Regions from separate parts of the Zea mays genome. Here regions 1 and 2 are each linked to region 3. The links are chromatin contacts, called in public Hi-C maps. All regions are on one chromosome and are shown on one strand. Each heading gives the region's core, a stretch centred on a gene start, on an enhancer-like site or on the middle of the called end of the contact. The rest is flanking DNA. Distances are from core to core; before and after follow the strand shown. Region 1 holds the start of LOC100280414. Region 2 holds the start of LOC103645851 (ubiquitin carboxyl-terminal hydrolase 22). Region 3 holds the start of LOC103645850 (crossover junction endonuclease EME1).

Region 1 (2,700 bases), core at 114-2,613, 180 kb before region 3:
GAGTATAAATCACCTGCTTCATGTCGTCCTGGTAATCCTCCAGACTGAAATTGATGTCGGCCTCCACGCCGCGGAACTTGATCGCCGCCCGATCGTACGCCCTGAGGTTGGTAGGGAAAAGCAGACAGCCGGATTATTACAATTCGGCGGCGAGACCCGCTGCTATTGGCGGAGAACTTGGCATGGAGTCAGGGTAGAGAGCCAATGGGAATCGAAGACAGAGAGAGAGAAAGAGGCTTTAATTACCGAGCCGCCGCATGAGCGGTGTCAAACCCGCCTGCAAGTCGTCCACAAGCCAAGCCATTTGTGAGGGATCCAGAACCGAAAACGCCTCGGATTGGGGCAGTCACCCACCTCTCTCCCAAGTACGGATGTGTATGCATGGACATGAACGAAACTTACCCAAATAGACCTGCTTGCCGCAATCCCTGCATTGCACAAGCACAAGCAGAGGGCATGGGGGAGTGAGAGAGAGAGAGGAGGAGGAGAGAGAGAGAGGGGACACACAGACAGAGCAAGAGAGAGAGAGAGGGAGCATGGCATGGTAACAGCTCGTAAGAATAAACTTTGATAAGATGTTGCTATGAAAGGCAAAAGCAGCAGAGGCGAGAAATGCCCAAAACAAGAGGAATCCAATCCAATAGAGAACACCCCCCCCCCCCCCCCCCTCCCGGCCTCCCCTCGCGAGCTGAGCTGCTGCTACCTGCTCCGTCTCTCTCCTCGAGCTCCTCGAGAAAGGAAAGGGCGGCGGGCGGCAACGGAACTTACCATATGTGCGACTCCCACCGCCCCGTCCGGCGGTAGAACGTGACGCCGCGGTACTGCGAGCTGCGCGACCGCGGCCCGCGCCGGCTCTTCTTGCCAGCCGCCGCCGCCGCCGCCGCGGGGCCACCGGTTTGCGCGACGCCGTTACTGCCGCCCGCCGCGGGCGGTGGAGCCGCGGCGGCCAGGCGAAGCCAGCCCGCGCGCGCGCTCGACGAGCCGGGCCCGGGCGCCGCGCCGACGGCGGCCGGGGCCGGGAAGAACTGGCGCGTGACGACGGCTTCCGCGGCGGCGGCGGCCGAGTCGTCGTCCGCGTCGTCGGGTATCTCGACCAGCGCGGCCGCCGACGAGGAGGACGCGCCGGAGTCGTCGGCGGACGGGGAAGGCGGGGCGGCCTCGGCGGCCGGCGAGTCGTTAAGGTCCCACATGGCTGCTAGGCGCTGGGCTTCCTTCCTTCCTTACTTCGTACGAGGCTGGTGTGTGTGTGGTGGTGGTGGTGGTGGTCCGGACGTCCAGTTCCCTCCCTGGCTCCCTCCCTCCTCAGGCTCGATCTCCTTCTTGCCTCGCACTCCAACTCGGGTGATGAACGAACAAGAGAAGAGAATAGAGGAGCGAGGTGCGAGAAAAAGGAGGCCAAAAGCAGCCGCTGCTGCCTTGTTGGGGTATGCAAGTACTTTTCTCTTTTGTTATCCCCTTGGCAAAGACTCTTCCAACCTAGGAGAGCTCGGAGCAGAGGAGGCGAAAAGCGCCCGCCCGCCCGCGGGTAGCGGAGCCGGTGGAGGATTGCGTTGTGTTGTGTGTGCCTAGGACTAGGAGGGAGAGGGAGGCGCGCGCGCGCGGGGCCGTGGTGGTGTCTGTTGTGTTGTGTGGTGCGCGCGCGCGGTTATAAAAGGCAGCACCGCACCACATCCATGATCCATCAGCAGCACCTCACTCAGCAAGCCTAGTAAAAACAAAAGCAAAACAAGTGTCATGTTACTCTTATCGCGGCCGCGCAACAACCTAGCTAGCTAGTAGCAGTGATCATTCGCTGGTTCCTTCGTCAAAGCGACCAGATCCGATAGGCGGACACGAACGCCCGTTGGGTGCCCGGTGCTGGTGCTGGTGCCGGCGCCTTCTCCATTTGGGGGCGGCACAGGGTTTGCTCAGCGTAGCCAGCCAGCCTCAGGTTTTTTTTTTTTACTTTTACTTGACCGTCGTGTCGTCTCCCTGCAGCCGTGTCACATGTGGTGACCTGGTGCCGGTGGTCACACTTTGAAAATTGAAACAAGTGTGCTAGCACAAACCTCGGTTTTGAAGGGCATATGTTTCGTGCCATGCCGGAGAGAACCACGACGTGCCAGTAATTGCCTTCTGTCCCACGAGCGACGAGCCGCCCAAAAGATTATGTCTCCACTGAACAGGGAATGGATTTAGCGGTGCGAAATGGACACACGCCTCTCTTTTCTTCTCTTTACTGCAATCGTATCTTCTTCTTCTTCTCCTTCTTGACCAGACAAACATACATGTATGACCGCCGTGTTGATCGAGAACGGCGCTGCCTTTTCTTTTCTCTCCCCCATGCTCACCCAGAGCGTCTGCTCAACGCGTTAATCTGCCAATTTCCAGCTGAGATGACTCCCAAAATTGCTGGAACTCTCTGTCGCCAACTCAAAGCATATATATACATGGGGCATAGAGTTTCACATTAAATTGGTAATCGTGCATTCCTTAATGCTCCCATTCGTTGGTAAGGCACGGCTGCATCAACCAAAAAGCCCTGGCATAGGAAACTGACCAAACACTAGTAGTACTACAATTAGCATCGAGCCATAGCAGTGCATTAAGCCTGGCCATTCAGTGTACCACCAGCTATGCACTAAGCCATCAACTATATGGGTCTGTTTGGTTGGTTTCTCTCGCCAACCTGGCTGTGTGAGCCAGGATCACTGGAGCCTG
Region 2 (2,763 bases), core at 125-2,624, 130 kb after region 3:
AACCCACCAGGTAAAGCTTGGCAAAAGTGGCCTAGACCTCTATCTTTGAGCAAGCAGTTTCTTGTTGCAAGCAAATAGCCTTTCATATAACTGGACTGTTGATTTTGGTGATAGATCCGGAAGACCTGCTGATCATCCTTCTTCTCACGACATGACCTTTGTTGTTGTATAAACATTTCGTTTTAAGTCTTAACACAAGTTTTGTGCCCATCTGCAACTTATTCGTGGGACACATCCTAGACCATGTTTGTTTCCTTTGTAGATTATATAGTAGATTATATAATCCAGCTGAAATAAGTTTACAAATTATTAGACCATGTTTGTTTCCTTTGTAGATTATATAATCCAGCTAAAATAAGTTCATAAATTATTAGGTGGATTATATAATCTAGATATATAGATTATGATAATTCATAAGCAGATCATTAACTACTTATATAATTCATAAGCTAGATTATATATAATTTTAGAGGTAAACAAACAGTGCCTTAGAGCGTTTTTTTATTTGCAAAACTGACTTCACATTGGCATATTGTGAAATACTCACTCTGTCTTATTATATAGTTTGTTTTAGGTTTTTTTTGTCCATATTCAAATGAATAACAATAAATCTAGACACATATAATACACATACATCAAATACTGTATGAATTCATTAACACTCTTTCATTCATTAACACTATAAAACAAATACTATTTTAGGAGGAGTTTTAGGAGGAGTATCATTTGATGTGGTCTTTTAACGCTTGTAAATTGGAAATGTCTCTAGAGTCTAGCCTTATATGTCATCTCTAGGCTTGCAAATTCAGATCGAGCCATCTAAAATTTTGAGAATCTCTAGTCATTTTGTGATTCGCTCCTGTCATCGAACCCGATGGAATGGCCAATGGGTATAGATGGCCAATAAGCACGAGGCCCACGAGCCTGGCACGAAGCTCGCTGTTTGGCCCGGTCCGAGCCCATCACGGCCCGGTTCTATGCGGGCCCGAGCTGGCCCGGCACGAATAAGCGGGCCGGGCTCGGACAGGAAACTAGGCTCGGTGGGCTAGCCCGACACGGCCCGTTTACCTCTAAGCACGTTAAACCCGCTTTTTTGCACTAAAACGTGCTTTTCGGCCCGCTTTTTTCGTGCTACCGTTTAGGCCCACTGTGGGTCGGGCTCGGACAGAGAATCAAGCTCACGGGTTTAAAAGGCCCGGCCCCAGTTTTCTAATCGTTCCTCGCGGGCCAGACTTCATCCGACCGGGCCGGGCCGGGCGGCCCATTTGACCATCTTTACCAATAGGCAATGGCATGCGAAGTTCGGTGCCATGCGCCCGTGCCCCAGCAACCCAGCGGATCCCGATATCGCAGTGCTAGTGTGCTACGCGCAGTGAGTGAACCAATACCGTCACGGCGTCACTCATCCGTCCATCCCCGCGACCGCACCGCCACCGCCATCGGACCAGAGTACCAGACCACCACCTCCCCCCGCACCACGCTGCCACACTCCACCGGCCGCACCCCCACCCCGACCCGGCCACCCCGTCACCCGCCGCCGCCGTCCCCACCACAGCACACCCCGGTCCGTCCCCTCCCCTCCCCGATGTCCACCCCGTCCGTGCCACCGCCCTGCCCGCACCTCGCCGCGCACCGCCTGTCCTCACGCCCGCTGCGCTTCCTCCGCCGCTGCCTGCGCGTGCGCCCGCTCGGCCGCCCCGAGATCCGGCGGGACCCGCGCGAGCTCCCGCGCTGCTCGCCCTGCTCCGCCGCGTCCCCGTCCCCCACCTCCCGCCTCTACGCCTGCCTCTCCTGCGCCGCCGTCTTCTGCCCCTCCCACGCCGCCACGCACGCCTCCGCCTCCGCGGGGCCCGGCCACCAGATCGCCGTCGACGTCGACCGCGCCGAGCTCTTCTGCGCCGCCTGCGGGGACCAGGTCTACGATCCCGACTTCGACCACGCCGTCTTCCTCGCCCAGTCCTCCTCGCTTCTCCCCTCCACCTCCACCTCCTCCGCCTCCGCCTCCGCCTCCCCGGCCCTCCGCAAGCGCCGGCGCGTCGATTACCGCGCGTGGGCGCCAGATCCGGCCGAGTTCGCGCTCATGACCTCCGCGGACCCCACCACCTCCGCCTCAGCCTCCGCGCCGGCGGGGCTGCGGGGGCTCAACAACCTCGGCAACACCTGCTTCATGAACTCCGTGCTCCAGGCGCTCCTCCACGCGCCCCCGCTCCGGAACTACTTCCTCGGTGATCGCCACAACCGGTTCCTCTGCCCGCGCCGCACGCCCGTCAGGCACCGCGCCTCAGACGCCGACAGGGTCGCGTGCCTCGCGTGTGATCTCGACGAGATCTACTCCGCGGCCTTCTCCGGGGACCGCACGCCATACAGCCCCGCCAAGTTTCTATATAGGTCTGGACTCTGGATCTCGCGCGCTAATCGCAATGGTTGATGCCATTTCGGGCCTATAGCAGCATGCCTTACTCCTTTCTGCTGGATCCATAGCGTATTGGGAAAGCAAAGTTAATATTTATGGTAGCCAAAATGGGTTCTTGATGAGTTGTAACGTGGGAAAGAGAATCTTGCCTGAGATGTTGGGTTGTATTTCTTGCTTGCAAAGATACATTACAGTGCTATTTGGATTACATGCCTTGTATTTCAACTAGACCATGATCGTGCAGAATTGCAAATGGAACTACTTAATACAAAATGGAATGAACAGAGAATGTGCAACTGAAGAGGGAGGCATTTTTAGCATTATATGTTATTGCAATGCTAGTAGAAAAG
Region 3 (2,700 bases), core at 178-2,677:
TTCTCTCTAGTAGAATACAATTCCCACTGTAAGGTCCTACCCTTGAGATGTAAAAGGGCAGGGGCCCTCCTTCGGAGAAACACATGACCACACAAGCACACCCGTTGGAACACACTCTCCTGCAATACTACAATCAGCACTACACTAGACTAGGGCTCCGGCCTGAACCAATATAACCCACTGTCTCAGATCCAGCTTTGAGCCCCCTGTGGCTCACCATTCGGAGTGAGTCCGCGCTTGCATCCCCACCGAACACAATCTTATTGTCCCGCGGTTTCTGAAACCATGACAAAATCAGACTTTACCTTATTGTTTGGCAAATTGGTCAAAGGCTCCATGTTCATGATGTCATCATCTGACTCATTGTCACTATCAAGTGATATCAGAGAGGTAACTCCTGCGAAACAGGATCAGGTGTTATCAGTCGCAGATAGTAGGCAAATCATGATGAGTCTAGAACCGAGTGTTATTGTGGTAAAAACAGTGATTTTTTCCATCAGGACCGCATGGGAGTTGCCGATATGATGAGTCACAATGATAATTCACAAAATCAAGAGCTGCATTACAATTCTTTTTTAACCTACCTTAACTTAATGTAAGCTGAAACATACTAGAAGCAACTCTACTCTATTAGACACAAGAAACCGTGCTAAGTAAACAAAAACAGTGCTTGACAATAATAGTAGTAGATTCCTCTTGTTGACACAGAGAGCAAGCAGCCACAAGCGAGGACAATTTACCAGATCCTTTTTGTGCCGGCGGAGCAGATGACATTGACATGTCAGGGGCAGCAGGTGGCCTAACCGAGTCCGGGGAGGCGAAGCCCGGAGTCTCAGCAGCAAGACTGCCGAGGCCGTCAGAAGTGGGCACAACCGTCTCTGGTGACTCGGAGAAAGCGGCCCAGTAAAAGATAGAATCGGGCCTGTCGGCAACAACATCACCAGTGGGTGAGAGCGCCACGTCGTCGTCCACCCCGACCGGCTGCTTGGGCACCGAGGAGAGCCGCGGCTTTGGCGGTGACGGGGTGTCGTCGAGGTTGATGGAGACCGAGGAGCGCCGCCGCTTAGGCGGAGACGGGGTGTCGTCGAGGTTGATGGGGGCCACCGCCGCGAGGGGAGGCCGCTTTCGCAGGGGCGGGGACGGCGAGAACGCGTCGAGGAAATCGCGGGAAGAGGTTCCGGAGGATCCGAGGGACCGCTTGCACGAGGCAGGGGAGGCGATGCCGAGGCAGGTGTTGTCGTCGTCGTCGTCGTCGAGGATGTCGACCACGGGAACGGAGGACGCCATAGACAGAGCTGTGTTTGCGGATTCGCCTAGCCGAGGCGAGATGGGGAATTTTGATTTCGGGTTTTGAGCGGTTTGGCGGGTTAGGGCAATCCGGGCTCCGGCCGCGGCGCCGACTGCAGGGTGTGTCGCTGCCTCTCGCTGCGGCCTGCGGGCTGCGGCGCTGCGGAAGTAGCTTTAAAATTTGCAAGGCTAGTGGGCTATCGGCCCGACTCGGGCGTTGCCTCTAGGGCTCCAGCTCCGTGTCCATGTTCCGCTTGCGGATGGGCCACTACCCGTTTCAGCTGCTGTCTACGCTGCGCTCGTGGGCTATGACTTATGGGTTTCTTGAGCGTAGACGTTTTATTTTAAAAAAAATAGATACTCTGCTTTTCTTGAAAACCAGTAGAGAGTTAGCTGTGGCCATCGCCGTTGCCGCGGTCGACCGTCGCCGCCGCCACTTCTTGTGGTATGGGACAGGCGTCGCTGGTGGCTCACGCTGACTGGTCGCATGGTACAAGCTGTGTGACACTAAGGAAAGCGTCAAGGACCTGAAGACTCTCAACGCCTGTCTCCTGCTGAAGCTCCTCCATCGCCTACGCACTGCGACTTCCTCCTGAGCAATTTGGGTCCGCAGGAGCGTGTGCCTCGCTACCCTGAAAGGCTCTCTCGGTGATCACTGGCGAGTGCTCAGCTCGCTCCTGGCCATCACCTCGTGCGATGTTATGGAATGCAGGGCCACTGCGTTCTGGCTCGACGAGTGGTGTGACGAGGGCGACTTCGCCACCCGCTTCCCCGCCGCTCTGCACCGACTGTTTACGCCTTTTTTTCAAGAATCGGCGGCGGTGCCCTCTGCGAGGTGAACGGTCCGCAGCCAGGAGTCGGACGGTCCGCGACCTGTCGCAGAGCTTGAGTTTCTTACCTAACGTGTCGGACGGTCCGCGCGTGCGCAGAGGCGGCGAAGGTCGCCAGCGGCGCTTGATCTCGTTTCCGGAAGGGATCCCGTCGGGGAGGAGAGATCCTAAGGGTTGTCTAGGCTCGGCAGGCCGACCTAAACTCCTCTAATCGACATAGAGTCGAAGAGAAGCGGAGAATTTGGGGATTGAAATACTAAACTAGAATTACTCCTAATGCATAAAGTAAAAACGAGAAATAAACTTGATTTGATCGATTGTTAGGGGTTCAATCGGCCGTAGCCCTTCATCTATATAAAGGGGAGGTCTGGATCCGCTTCAAACTGTTTTCCGAGTTAATCCCGTGGTTTTAGGTAATAAATCCCGCGAGAAACTAGGAACCCTAACTGACTCTGCGTACACGCGGACCGTCCGCGCCACCACCACGGACTGTCCGGACCGCGGACCGTCCGGCCTCAGGGCCGGACCGTCCACTAGGCTTTTTTGGTGTCCAACATATGCCCCTGCCTTTTGGTGAAGGTTG

The links. Hi-C and Micro-C count contacts between places; a contact is called where the count stands out from the background.
Region 1: a Hi-C map of leaf shows a contact between it and region 3, with 4 times the contacts expected there. The contact joins the promoter of LOC100280414 here to the promoter of LOC103645850 in region 3. A contact is called at or near these places in 3 of 25 Hi-C or Micro-C datasets (ear, leaf and tassel).
Region 2: a contact with region 3 is called in a Hi-C map of ear, with 3 times the contacts expected there. The contact joins the promoter of LOC103645851 here to the promoter of LOC103645850 in region 3. A contact is called at or near these places in 13 of 25 Hi-C or Micro-C datasets (ear, endosperm, leaf and 4 more) and 1 of 3 datasets of contacts at active chromatin or transcription factors (leaf).

Annotation. Positions count from the first base shown.
Region 1 is chr2:5,721,213-5,723,912 of Zm-B73-REFERENCE-NAM-5.0, forward strand. LOC100280414 reads right to left here and starts at 1,364. Exons shown (of 10, transcript NM_001153337.1): 1 at 769-1,364; 2 at 403-428; 3 at 247-277; 4 at 14-101. The coding sequence starts at 1,190.
Region 2 is chr2:6,032,586-6,035,348 of Zm-B73-REFERENCE-NAM-5.0, forward strand. LOC103645851 (ubiquitin carboxyl-terminal hydrolase 22) reads left to right here and starts at 1,375. Exons shown (of 3, transcript NM_001353358.1): 1 at 1,375-2,388. The coding sequence starts at 1,586.
Region 3 is chr2:5,899,500-5,902,199 of Zm-B73-REFERENCE-NAM-5.0, forward strand. LOC103645850 (crossover junction endonuclease EME1) reads right to left here and starts at 1,428. Exons shown (of 12, transcript XM_008670560.2): 1 at 741-1,428; 2 at 306-397. The coding sequence starts at 1,287.